Linked DNA regions of Sus scrofa: region 2 is linked to region 1. The links are chromatin contacts, called in public HiChIP or PLAC-seq maps. All regions are on one chromosome and are shown on one strand. Each heading gives the region's core, a stretch centred on a gene start, on an enhancer-like site or on the middle of the called end of the contact. The rest is flanking DNA. Distances are from core to core; before and after follow the strand shown. Region 1 overlaps LOC106505818 (a long non-coding RNA gene). Region 2 has its middle 140 kb from the start of CCDC54.

Region 1 (5,658 bases), core at 2,345-4,844:
AATTGGGTGGCTTAAAGCAACAGACATGTATTGCCTCACAGTTCTGGAGACTAGAAATCCCAATCACGGTGCAGGCAGGGTCCTGCTCCCTCTTGCAACCTGTAGAGGAGAGTCCCGTCTCACCTCTTCTAGCTTCTGGCGTTTGTCAGCAACCCTTGGCATTCCTTGCATTACAGATGTGACATTCCATTGTCTCCTCCGAGACCACACGGTACTCTCCCTGTGCGTCTTCATTGTCTTCCTTCTGTGCCTGTCTCCACATCTCATCTCCTTTTTTTTTGTAAAGACAAGTCCTATTGGACCAGAGCTTACTCTCCTCCACCATGACCTTAACTTTATTATACCTGCAAAGACCCAATTCCCAACTAAAGTCACATTCGCAAGTTCAGGGAGTTAGAACTTCAACTTATATTTTGGGGGAACCCCGTTTAACCTATAACAGAGGGAGGGGGGAAGAAGCAGACCGGGTTCTTCTAACCACTCACTCCTCCAGGCGGGAAGACCCTTAGCGCCTCATAACTTTGGCCTTAGCCAGTTATTTCCAGTTGTGACAAATAGCCCTGCAGTCCCCTGTGGGCTCTTGTTCACAGTGTATCTGCTCCTGGGGGTAGCAATGTGTGGTCAGAAAAGCTGAACTGGAATGGTTTTAGCCAGCCTGAGAATCACAGCCTCTAGTAAAAAGAAAAAGAAAAAAAGAAGATCTGCATTTGCTCTATTACCAGCCACTTTCACTCTATGGTGAATAGATCCCAGATTCCTTTGGAGTTAAGATATGGATAAAGTAAAGAAAAAAAGAGAAGGCTTGAGGAATTCTGTGTGAGATAAAGAGAAAAGGAGAATGCTGGTATCTTAGGAAAAAAAAAAAAAAACAAACCTCAATTTACTCTGTTTTGCCAACAATTGGCTCTGGACATCAGCCTTTACGTGTGAAAGCCAAGAGGAAAATCATTCGGCTGTGTGATTCCAGTCAGTCTGCTGCATTGCCTCCATCCCCAGGCCAGTTGGCAAATTGGGGTGGTTGGTTTCTTACACCAGGTCCCAAGTTCCCCATTCTCCTTCCCAGACTCACAGGGCACAAACTGGTCCCCAGTCAGAACACCATCACACGAGTAGACCCTGCCTATTTCTTGCTGATGTGGAAATGTGAACATGGTTCAGAGTGAGTAGCAGGGCCAGTCCTGCCCTACCTCTTAACAGGCAGAATAAGCAGCAGATGCTCAGGCATCTAACTAGGAGTAAGCCTTATTTAGGCACCACTCCAGGGAAGGGTGCCGCAGCTTCTGCTTCCTGCACTCTCTGGGCACCAGGATTTTTATTGCAAACCACAGCTGGTGGGGGCAGCAGCAGGGGAAAGAGTGGTCAACCCAGCTCAGTACCTCTCCTCTGTAATATCTGAAGATGCTATTTTCCCTGGAACTTGATGAAAACAATAAAAAGGAAAGCTGAGGGTTATTGAACCAGAACAATGAAATGAATTATTAACCATTCACTAAATGCACAACAAGCTATAAATAACACAGAGTTATATCCTTGGTGTACCTCAGATTCTTCCTGTTAGAAAGGTCCTGGCCTCCCACATATTTGAAGGAGACCCTGCATGCCTCTTCTTCAGCCTCTTTTCAATATCGCTTAAGAACTTAGCTTCCTGGAAGGCTAGTGGTTCTTTCATAGAGGAGAAATATATAGGAATGTATTCAAGAAATGTGTCATTGGTCTTGAGCGGAGAAGAGAAGGGAAGATGGTTCAGGAGGAGGTAATAAAAGGACCGAATAGACTCTGCATTCCCAGGAGGACCAGGGTTGATAATGTCCCATGTAGATGAGCAACAGAAACAGGAAAGAGAGGGAAATTCCATGACCATTCCTAGGAGGGTCTGGGTTGGGGCTAAAGATGTCCATATCCAGAGTTATGAAACTGTAGATGGCCTTTGCCTCCATGCTGGCCCAGGGTGGTAGGATTTCTCCTATTGGAGGCGGGTAATATTGCTTGCAAGTGTGACACCAACTCTGGATCTAAGACTTCCTGGGTTTGAATTTTAGCTCTGCCACTGACTAGCTACGTGACTCTGGTCAGATTTAATTATCTTATCTGTTCTTAGTCACAAAGGACTTAACTATCAGATGGGGATAAAAATAGTACCCACCTCAAAGTGTTGGTGTAAAATTGAAGTTATCTGTATAAAACAGAGTAGTTCCTGGAACATAGTAAAGACTCAGTAAGCCTTAGCTATGAGAATAAAAGTGATTACCCAAAATTGCATTGCCTTCCAGGTCTGACTTGACTATGGTTTTGTCTTGAGGTCAGATGCTACATTGTTTTCTGATCTTTTTCTCAATGTTTCATTTGTCCACATTTTCCAATGTCCCACTGCGATTCATGCTGATTGAGTCAGGTTCTTATAAAAGGGATGAGTCAAATTTCAGAGAACCTATCTGCCTTTATTCACAGCTCAGAAATTTCAAGTCTTTTTGTTGTTTGTTTGTTCGTTCATTTGTTTTTTACCCCAAGAATGAAACATAGGGGCTACTGCATAGACTTGAGCAAATTTCCTGTCCTCTGGAGGAGGAGGATCTTTTCTCAAGTTCTTCAGAATGTCCGCTTCTAGCTTCCTGAAAATGCCTGTACCCGCTATCCTTGCTTTGGTGGAATGGGTTTGTGGACCCCCCTAGCTTTCAATGGGAAGAGAAAAACTTCCAGGATGAATTCGGCCTTAAACTCCCCCCACCCAGCTCCACTAGTTAGAAGTCATTATTCTGTGTCTACTTCCATATTGACTATTTTTGTCCATATCCTCCTCCTCTCTCCCTTTCCCCACTTTACCTCCTGCCCTTCCCATCCCCCAGCTCTTTCAAAGTAATTAAAATGTACACATAGAGCAGAGCCCTAACCTGTTACTGTTTAAAGAGTTCACATCCATCTGTGCTCCATACACAGTGTGATTTGATGGGGGCATGAGGCTCTTTTTACCCCCTAAACATCACCTGTTTGGGCTTCTCCCAAAGTCTGAAATCTTCCTGACTAAGCCCCTTCCTCTGGTTTAAAGCACTTTCTCCCCAAGTTTCCTGTAAAAATGCGAATACCTTTCTAGGAACGGTAACTCACTGGTAAAGTCTCCATTGTTCATCAGATTACAATTTGATAACAGTTCCGAAGAGCTTGATACAGAGTGCAAGGGCACGAGATTAGTCTAAAGGAGGGAGAGGTGTGCTCTGATAAAGGGGAACATCCTTCCGCCCGCCAGGCTCAGTCCGGCCCAGGCTGTGGGCTGCAGAGGGGCTGGCCCTGGCGGTAACTACCATGGGGTGCAGGGACCTGGGCAAGATTTGGGCATCAGAGGCAGGTCAAGGGGCACATGATCCCAAAGGGTGACTTGGGAAGCACCAAAGATAGATTCGATTTGTTGGCAGAAGGCCCTCCATGAGAAATACTGTTTAATTTTAGTTTTAATTTCTAAGGCATGCCTTATGTTTGAGGAACTTTCCTGTTTTTTTCACAATGTGAAAAAGCATGTTTTCATTAAGCAACGCTATACCAAAGATGACATTGCTGTTGATGTTACTGTTGATGTGCAGACATTTCCTTGAAAAACAGATGTACTTTAGTTCCTTTGCTTACTTTCAGAAGCCCAGGAAGGGACAGCCACAGGGCGCCCAGGTTTCCTTTCTTGCTGGGGTGTCATTCTTTTCTTTCTGAGTCTTTCCTCCCTGTCCCCCTGGCCCTGCGGCTCTTCTCCCTTCTGTACAGGGCTCCCCTTAGACAGTTGTTTCTCTGTATCCTGCCTAGATAAGGCTGCTTCCCTGAAGTTTTATTATTGTGATTATTATTGTGCATTTTGAAATGAAACCAATATAAAATGCACATACAATACAGAATAATTAAACAAATACAATAAAAATCCCTTTAAATCCTCTATGAAGTTTTGTGAATCTCTATTTTAGGGCAATTTTAGAAATTCCTTTCCTTCTTATCTTTTCTTTTTTTCTTTTTCTTTTTTCTTTTTGCTTTTTAGGGATATGGAAGTTCTCAGGCTAAGGGTCAAATCAGAGCTGCAGCTGCTAGCTTACACTACAGCCAAACCAATGCACCCTCAACCTATACGACAGTCCATGGCAACACCGGATCCTTTAACCCTGAGCAAGACCAGGGATCAAATCCGCATCCTCATGGATACTAGCCAGATTCTTAACCCACTGAGCCACAACAGGAACTCCGTTTTATTTTATTTTATTTCATTTCATTTCATTTTGGGGGCTGTACCCACGACATATGGAAGTTTCCAGGCTAGAGGGCAAATCAAAACTGCAGCTGCCGATCTACACCACAGCTCACAGGAACACCAGATCTCCCACCTACTGAGCGAGGCCAGGGATCAAACTCACATCCTCATGGATACTAGTTGAATTTGTTTCTGCTATGCCACAATGGGAACTCCCTTTCTTTCTACTTAAAAGAAGGCAACAGGAAAGAGTGGGAAGGCTATGAACTTTGGACCCAGAGAGACATGAATTTGTGGCTAGACAAGTTTTGTAAGCTGTCTCTGAGCTGTGCCCATTCAACTTGGATAGAAATCTCTATGTTGCAGAGTTGTAGGGATTAGAAGGAATTCTTAAATCCTAAGGTTGTTTTGAGGACTAAATAAGTTAATGTATGTCAAGTAACTAGCAAAATGCCCAGCACTTAGCATAAGCTCTATAAATGCCATGTAGTCTTATTAAATTATTAGTAAAATTATAAGATATACATAAGAAAGCTAGAGATGAAAAAGAAATTAAGCCAGACAATGGAATATTATTCAATGCTAAAAAGAAATGTATTTATCAAGCCATGAAATGATATGAAGGAAACTTAAATGCAAATTACTAAGTGAAAGGAAGTGAAAAGGCTATATTCTGCCTGCTTCCAACCACATGACATTCCGGAAAAGGCAAAACTATGGAGACAGTAAACAAATCAGTGGTTGCTAGGGGTTTGGGATGGGGGTGGGAGGAAGAATAGGAAAAGCACAAAGGATTTTTCAGGCAGTGAAAATAGTCTGTATGATTCTATAATGATGGATACATGTCTTGTTTAACTTTAACCAAGCCCATAGAATGTACAACACCAACAACAAAATTTAAGTTAAACCATGGACTTTGGATGATTATAATGTGTCAGTATAGGTTCATCAATTGTAACAAAAGCATTATTTTGGTTAGGGGATGTTGATGATAGGGAGGCAGGAAGGATATTGGAAATCGCTATACCTCCCTCTTGATTCTACTGTGAATTGCTCTAAAATTTTTCTAAAAGAATAGTCTTTTTTAAAAAATTTAGGGAGTTCCCATTGTGGTGCAGCAGAAAAGAATCCGACTCGTATCCATGAGGATACTGGTTCAATCCCTGGCCTCACTCAGTAAGTCAGGGATCCAGCAGTGCCCTGAGCTGTGGTGTAGGTCACAGACGCATCTTCGATCCTGCATTGCTGTGGCTGTGGTGAGGGCCAGCAGTGGTAGCTCTGATTCGACCCCTAGCCTGGGAACTTCCTATGCTGTGAATGCTGCGCTAAAAAAAAAAAAAAAAAAAAAAAAAAAAAAAGAAAGAAAGAAAAAGAAAAATAATTTAGCCAGATAAGGAACAGAGAAAAATCACTGAGCAGGGAGAAGTAAAGTTGCATTCTTT
Region 2 (5,601 bases), core at 633-3,132, 670 kb after region 1:
ATGGTTGCTAGGACTAAGGTTGCATAGTCCATAAATGGGCAATTTGATAACCAAAGAGTAAGGAGTTGTTTTGAGGTAATGAAATGTTCTAAAATTGACTGTCTGACAAAGGTTGCACTTACCTATGAAAATACTAAAGAAACAAACTTCACATTTTAAGTGGATGAAAACTGTCTGTGAACTAACTATATTTCAATATAGCTGAAATTGAAAAAAACAGTATAAATGATTAATTGCAGTATAGTCATACAATTAAATGCCATGCAGCATAAAATAAAGTACAGACCTGTTACATGTAACAATAATGGATGAATCTCAAATGTAATATGGAATGAAATAAAAATACTACAGATAGTATTTTTGAATAATGCATTTCATGTGAAATTAAAGAAAAGACAAAACTAATCTATGTATCAAGGATAAGACAATGGTTATATTTGAGAAGGTGCCTCTAACCGGGAAGGGGGCTGGAAGAGCTAGGCAATGCTCTATTTCTTGATCTGGGTGGTGGCTGCAAGGGTATGTTTGTGTTAGTCTGTGTAAGTTTCTTGAACTGTACATTTACAGTTTGACTACTTTTCTGGATTTTGTACTTCAACAAAAGTTTATTAAACATTTTTCAGAAATCCAGTTCAGTAAGTTGTCCTATTAGTAAGGATTGAAAAGAAAGACTAAAAGAACACATAAACATTTTGATAGTTTTTGTGGATTGGGATGATGCTGAATCTTTATTTTCTGGTATACAATTTTCAGTATTTTCCAATTACTATAGTGGACATACATTACCTTTATCAGTAGAAAAAAATGCTATAAAAATACAATTGTGTTAGATCTTGTATTAGGTTTAATACTAATTTAGTCACAATGTAAGGACTTTGGTTTTTGCTTTCAGATAGGAAGGGATTGCCATTTTAGAGTAGAGATCTGGGGGCTTCTGGGCAGCCTTGCCAGGAACTCAAAAAACGGGCCCGGTCTTTCAGTAGGGAAGAAGAGAAGTGCTGGGGTAGGGACCATCAGTAGGTGGGGCCCTGTAAACCCGAGGGGTAGGGGGTTACAATCCCAGTAAAGAAGGGGGAGAGTGGCCAGGGCAGGGTTGTAGTCCTCCTGGAACCAGGGTCCTGCAAAACTGTAGTCAGACCAGGGACCACCCTACCTCCATGCTGAATAAATTGAAAGACTGTAGTCTAATTACTGTAACTCCCCATGTTTTTGTGAAGCCAGAAGCTAAGTGTTTTGTTTTTTAATTTTTATGAGGTTGTTAAAAACAAAACAAAACAAACAAACAAAAGACAAGCGACAGAGGCTGTTCCTGGACTGCAAATCCTAAAATATTTTTTACTTGGATTTTTACAGAAAAACTCTGCCAACTCCTTGATTAAGAAACTCTAGGCTGATAAAATTTTAAGGTATTTTAAAATGTTACCTGGGTAAGCTCTTGGAGGAGCTGGGTGTGGAATGGGTCCGCAGGGGCACTTTTGCTCAGTGGTATCAGGAGATGTGGTACTGCCCAGGCTCGTCAGACACAGGAAGTCAGAATCCACTGAGGAGAGAGTAAAAACTCACCTCTGGAGACTCCAGCCAGGATAGGAATGGTCAGGCACCAGTAGCCACACACAACTGGCTCGTCCTGGCAGAGGGCTCCAAAGGATGAGCGAGGGTCACTGAAGCTCTCAGCGAACTGCAAAGGAAGGGAGGTTTCATCTTGGAAAGCAGCACAGTCACTCCTGGAGAAGCCAACAGAGCGCCCTGCCGCGTTTTCTCTTCTCTTCTCTGCTGTAGAGAGCCGCGGGAACTGCGAGGTCGGCTCGCGCATCTGTAACTTTTGGAGAAGCGCCGCGTGGGTGCGGCTGCTGCCCGGCGCCTGCGCAGCTGTGCTCGCAAGATCCTCCCACCGCGCAGGCTCCGCGGGTCAGTCCGCAGGGGGGCGGGGGGAGCGACCCTGTTTGGGTACCGAGGGCGGGGGGAAGCAGGGCGGAAGAACTTGTACTGCGTCTTTTGCTGAACAATTTTGAGAGTTAGTAGTGAACACCATAACCCTTCACCCTTAAATATTACCGATATTTGATCTGCGCAAAAGACAATTTAATTCAGCCAATATCTCAGTACTATCTCCTAAGAATGAAAGCTTCTGCTACATCACGGTTTCTCTGTCGCGACGCTATTGATTTGGGGGAGGACGATTCTATGTTGTGAGGTTAGGGGGACTGTCTTGTGCATTTCCAATGCTTAGTTGCACTCTCGACCTCTACATAGTAGATGCCAGTAATAACCTTCCCTTTCCTCCCCAACTATGACAACCAAAAAATGTTTTCAGACACTGTCAAAAATGTGAGGTGGAAGGCAGGGCGAAGTGACTCCAGTTGAGGACTACTGAACTGTAGGGTCACAGTGCTGTGTCTTAGGAATTGTATCAGTCATAAGGAGTCGGAATCCATTAAATCTTATTACATTACTATGCTTTATATACAGTCCATGTTAGAATTTCTGATCGCCCCTCCCCCACACCAGCCCAAATCTTTGCTTACCCTAGTGTTGTTTGTAAAATATAAAAATCCAGGATTTAACAAGAATCGCGTATTGATTTTTGTTAGCAAGTCCCTTTAGTTTCCTTCAATTTAGATTACTTCCTCGGCATTTTTGGTTTGTTTTCTGGCAGTGGCTTTTTGGGAAAGTTCAGGCCAGTGGTTTTCCAAAATATCCTTCAATTTGGATACTCATATTGATCCTCCTTGTAAAATTCACATTGAAGTTTTTGTTTGTTTTGGTTTTGGCTGGAATTCCACTTAGGTGATGTTGTATCTTTTTTTTTTTTTTTTTTTTTTAAATTTTAGAACAACCGGGAGTTCCCGTCGTGGTGCAGTGGTGAACGAATCCGACTAGGAACCATGAGGTTACAGGTTCTGTCCCTGCTCTTGCTCAGTGGGTTAATGATCCGGTGTTGCCGTGAGCTGTGGTGTAGGTCGCAGATGCGGCTCAGATCCTGCGTTGCTGTGGCTCTGGCGTACGGATAGCAAAAAGACAAAAAAAAAAAAAAAAAAAAAATTTAGAACAACCATTTATCTTCCAGTGATTTGAGATGCCACTTTTATCACATAATTCCCACATTGTACTTGGCTCTATATCTGTATTTTCTATTTTCTTCCATTGATCTGTTTGTCTACTCACATGTAATCTTACATTGTTTCAATTATAGAAACTATAATATTTCCAATATCTGGTAGAGCTAGGCCTGCCTCATTGCTGTTTTCTTATTTTGATTTCCTATTTTTTGGGTAATCTTGCTTATTTTTTTTTCCCATGCAAACTGTATAATCTGGCTCCACAAAGAATAGTTTCAAAATTGGCATTAATTTATAATTTTACATTATTCAGTTGTCTAGCAAGATTTATTTTTCCTTTTATTCAAGTCCTAGTTTTGCACCTTTAGAGAAAGCTTTAAAGTTTTTCTTGTGTAAGTTTTGCACAGTTCTTTTTAAGTTTACCCCTAGGATATTTTTTCATTTTTATTGGTAATGTAAATGGGGTCATCTCTGTTTCCTCTGTAACTGTTTATTGCTTAATATATGAAGACATTGATTTCTATATGTAATTTTGATCCTGCTCTCCTATTGAATCTCCTATTGCTTCTGGTTTTGCATTGATTTTATCAGCATTTCTATTTATACTTTTATATAATACCAGTGATTATTCTTTTTAAAGCTCAAATTTCCTGTCTCTGGCTTCTGTGTTCATTTGACAACCTCAGATGTCTTGATAGCTTCCTTGCTTTTGGACACTTTCAGAGTTCTAGTGTCATTAGAACAGTTTCATTTACTGCTCCAGACCTAGAATCAGCCATTTCTTAAAGGAGTCTTCATTGCTTTCAGTGCAAATGGTATTTATGACCACAATCTGTGCACATAAGGATGTTCATGGCTGAAAAACTTGTTACTTCTCAGGCATTTCAATACAAGTAATAGGAAGTATGTGGTTTTTCCAAAGAAAGAGTAGTTAATCGTAAATTTGTGCTGATATTCCAACTTTAGTGAAAGATTATAGAATTTTTTACTTAGCTTAATTTACATTGCATTTCTTTTCTGCTGAAAAGCATGGTTCCTAATAATATTAACATAATTGCTTACTTTTTCCCGTAATATGTATAATAGTTTCAAAATAACAGTACTAATGTTAGAATGAATTGTTAAAGTGCTAAATGCAGTTAATACAGCTAGGTTTATTTGTTGTAGGTTGTTTTCAAAATTAGATTGCTTAATTTAAAAGAAAATTAAGTTCAAAGTGGAAATAAAGGCAAACCTTAAGAATTTTTAACTTTTTGAGCATAATGTCTAACTCAATTTTTCTCATTTTTATTGATATAAATATTTAAATCTATGAATCTCTTCCTGAACATTCTTTAACAGTATCCTGTAAACACTGATCTCATGTTTTCTTTCATTTTTTTTTCTAGAAAATTTTAATATCAGTTGTTATTTTTTCTTGAGCCAGGCTATGTTTAATAGAAAAATTTTAAATTTTTAAATTTTAAATTTAAATTTAAATTTTTAAATTTCCTTTTTTAAAAATTTTAGATTTCTTTTTTTTCTTTTTGTCTTTCTGTCTTTTTTCAGGGCCACACCCGTGGCATATGGAGGTTCCCAGGCTAGGGGTCTAATTGGAGCTGTAGCTCACGCCAGAGCCACAGCAACGACAGATCTGAGCTGCATCTCCAACCCACACTACACCACAGCTCACGGCAACGCTGGATCCTTAACCCACTGAGCAAAGCCAGGGATCAAACCCACAACCTCATGGTTCCTAGTCGGATTCATTAACCACTAAGCCACAATGGGAACTCCCCCAAAATTTTAAATTTCAAGGTGGGAAGTCTTGTTTATGTTTTGATTATTATGATTTCCTGCTTTTATCATTTTGATGGGTAAAATTATTTCTATTTTTCTTTATGTAATTTACTGAGGAATACACATCTCTATAATAGACCCAATTATTATAAATGTTTTTTGGTACCATTTGTTGTTTTTGAACTAAGAGAGGTGTACTAAATTCTGTTGTTATTTATGTATTTCTAGTCTCTTTGACTCTCGTAGTTTCTGCTAAATGAAAGAAGTTACTGTATTATTTGCTGAATATCTTTCATAAATATTTTATTTTCACTGTGAATTGTAGCCTTTAGCCTTATAAAATGCTCTTTGACTTGGTAATGGTTTTTGGTATGAATTCTACTTAATTGGATTTCAGCATCTCAATTCTTTCTTTGTATTTAATTTGTATTTTTTTGGTATACATTTGTGCATCCTTTCATTGTTAGTATATCTGAATTATTTTGCTTCAGATGTGTCTTTGTCTTTTGTATGCAGCATAGAGTTGGATTTTGATTTGGAATCAACCTTTTTTTTGTCCTTTTAATAGGCGGGTTAAGCCCGCTATCACTTTACTATTTTGGTTCCAGATAGCTCATCTTATGTTACATTTACATATAATACATAGCATATTCGACCACAGCAGGCACTGTTGAGGGAAATAAACGAGGGAGGGGTAGGAAATGCTGAAGGGAATTTTCCATATTAGATAGGTGCCCAAGGAAGGCCTCACTAAGAATGTGAT

The links. HiChIP or PLAC-seq counts read pairs in DNA pulled down with a chosen protein or histone mark.
Region 2: an H3K27ac HiChIP or PLAC-seq map of alveolar macrophages shows a contact between it and region 1. The contact joins two enhancer-like sites. A contact is called at or near these places in 6 of 47 Hi-C or Micro-C datasets (embryonic fibroblasts, fetal skeletal muscle, heart right ventricle and 3 more) and 1 of 2 datasets of contacts at active chromatin or transcription factors (alveolar macrophages).

The regions. Positions count from the first base shown.
Region 1 is chr13:151,622,912-151,628,569 of Sscrofa11.1, forward strand. The region is part of intron 2 of LOC106505818 (a long non-coding RNA gene); the gene reads left to right. Among named protein-coding and RNA genes, the nearest start is that of CD47, 200 kb to the left of the region's middle. Within about 2 kb of position 3,595, at least 4 of the 83 cell types and tissues checked have an H3K27ac peak or open chromatin away from gene starts, as enhancers often do. A contact at or near this core is called in alveolar macrophages, where this site is marked.
Region 2 is chr13:152,293,974-152,299,574 of Sscrofa11.1, forward strand. No RefSeq gene overlaps it. Among named protein-coding and RNA genes, the nearest start is that of CCDC54, 140 kb to the left of the region's middle. Within about 2 kb of position 1,883, at least 49 of the 83 cell types and tissues checked have an H3K27ac peak or open chromatin away from gene starts, as enhancers often do. A contact at or near this core is called in alveolar macrophages, where this site is marked.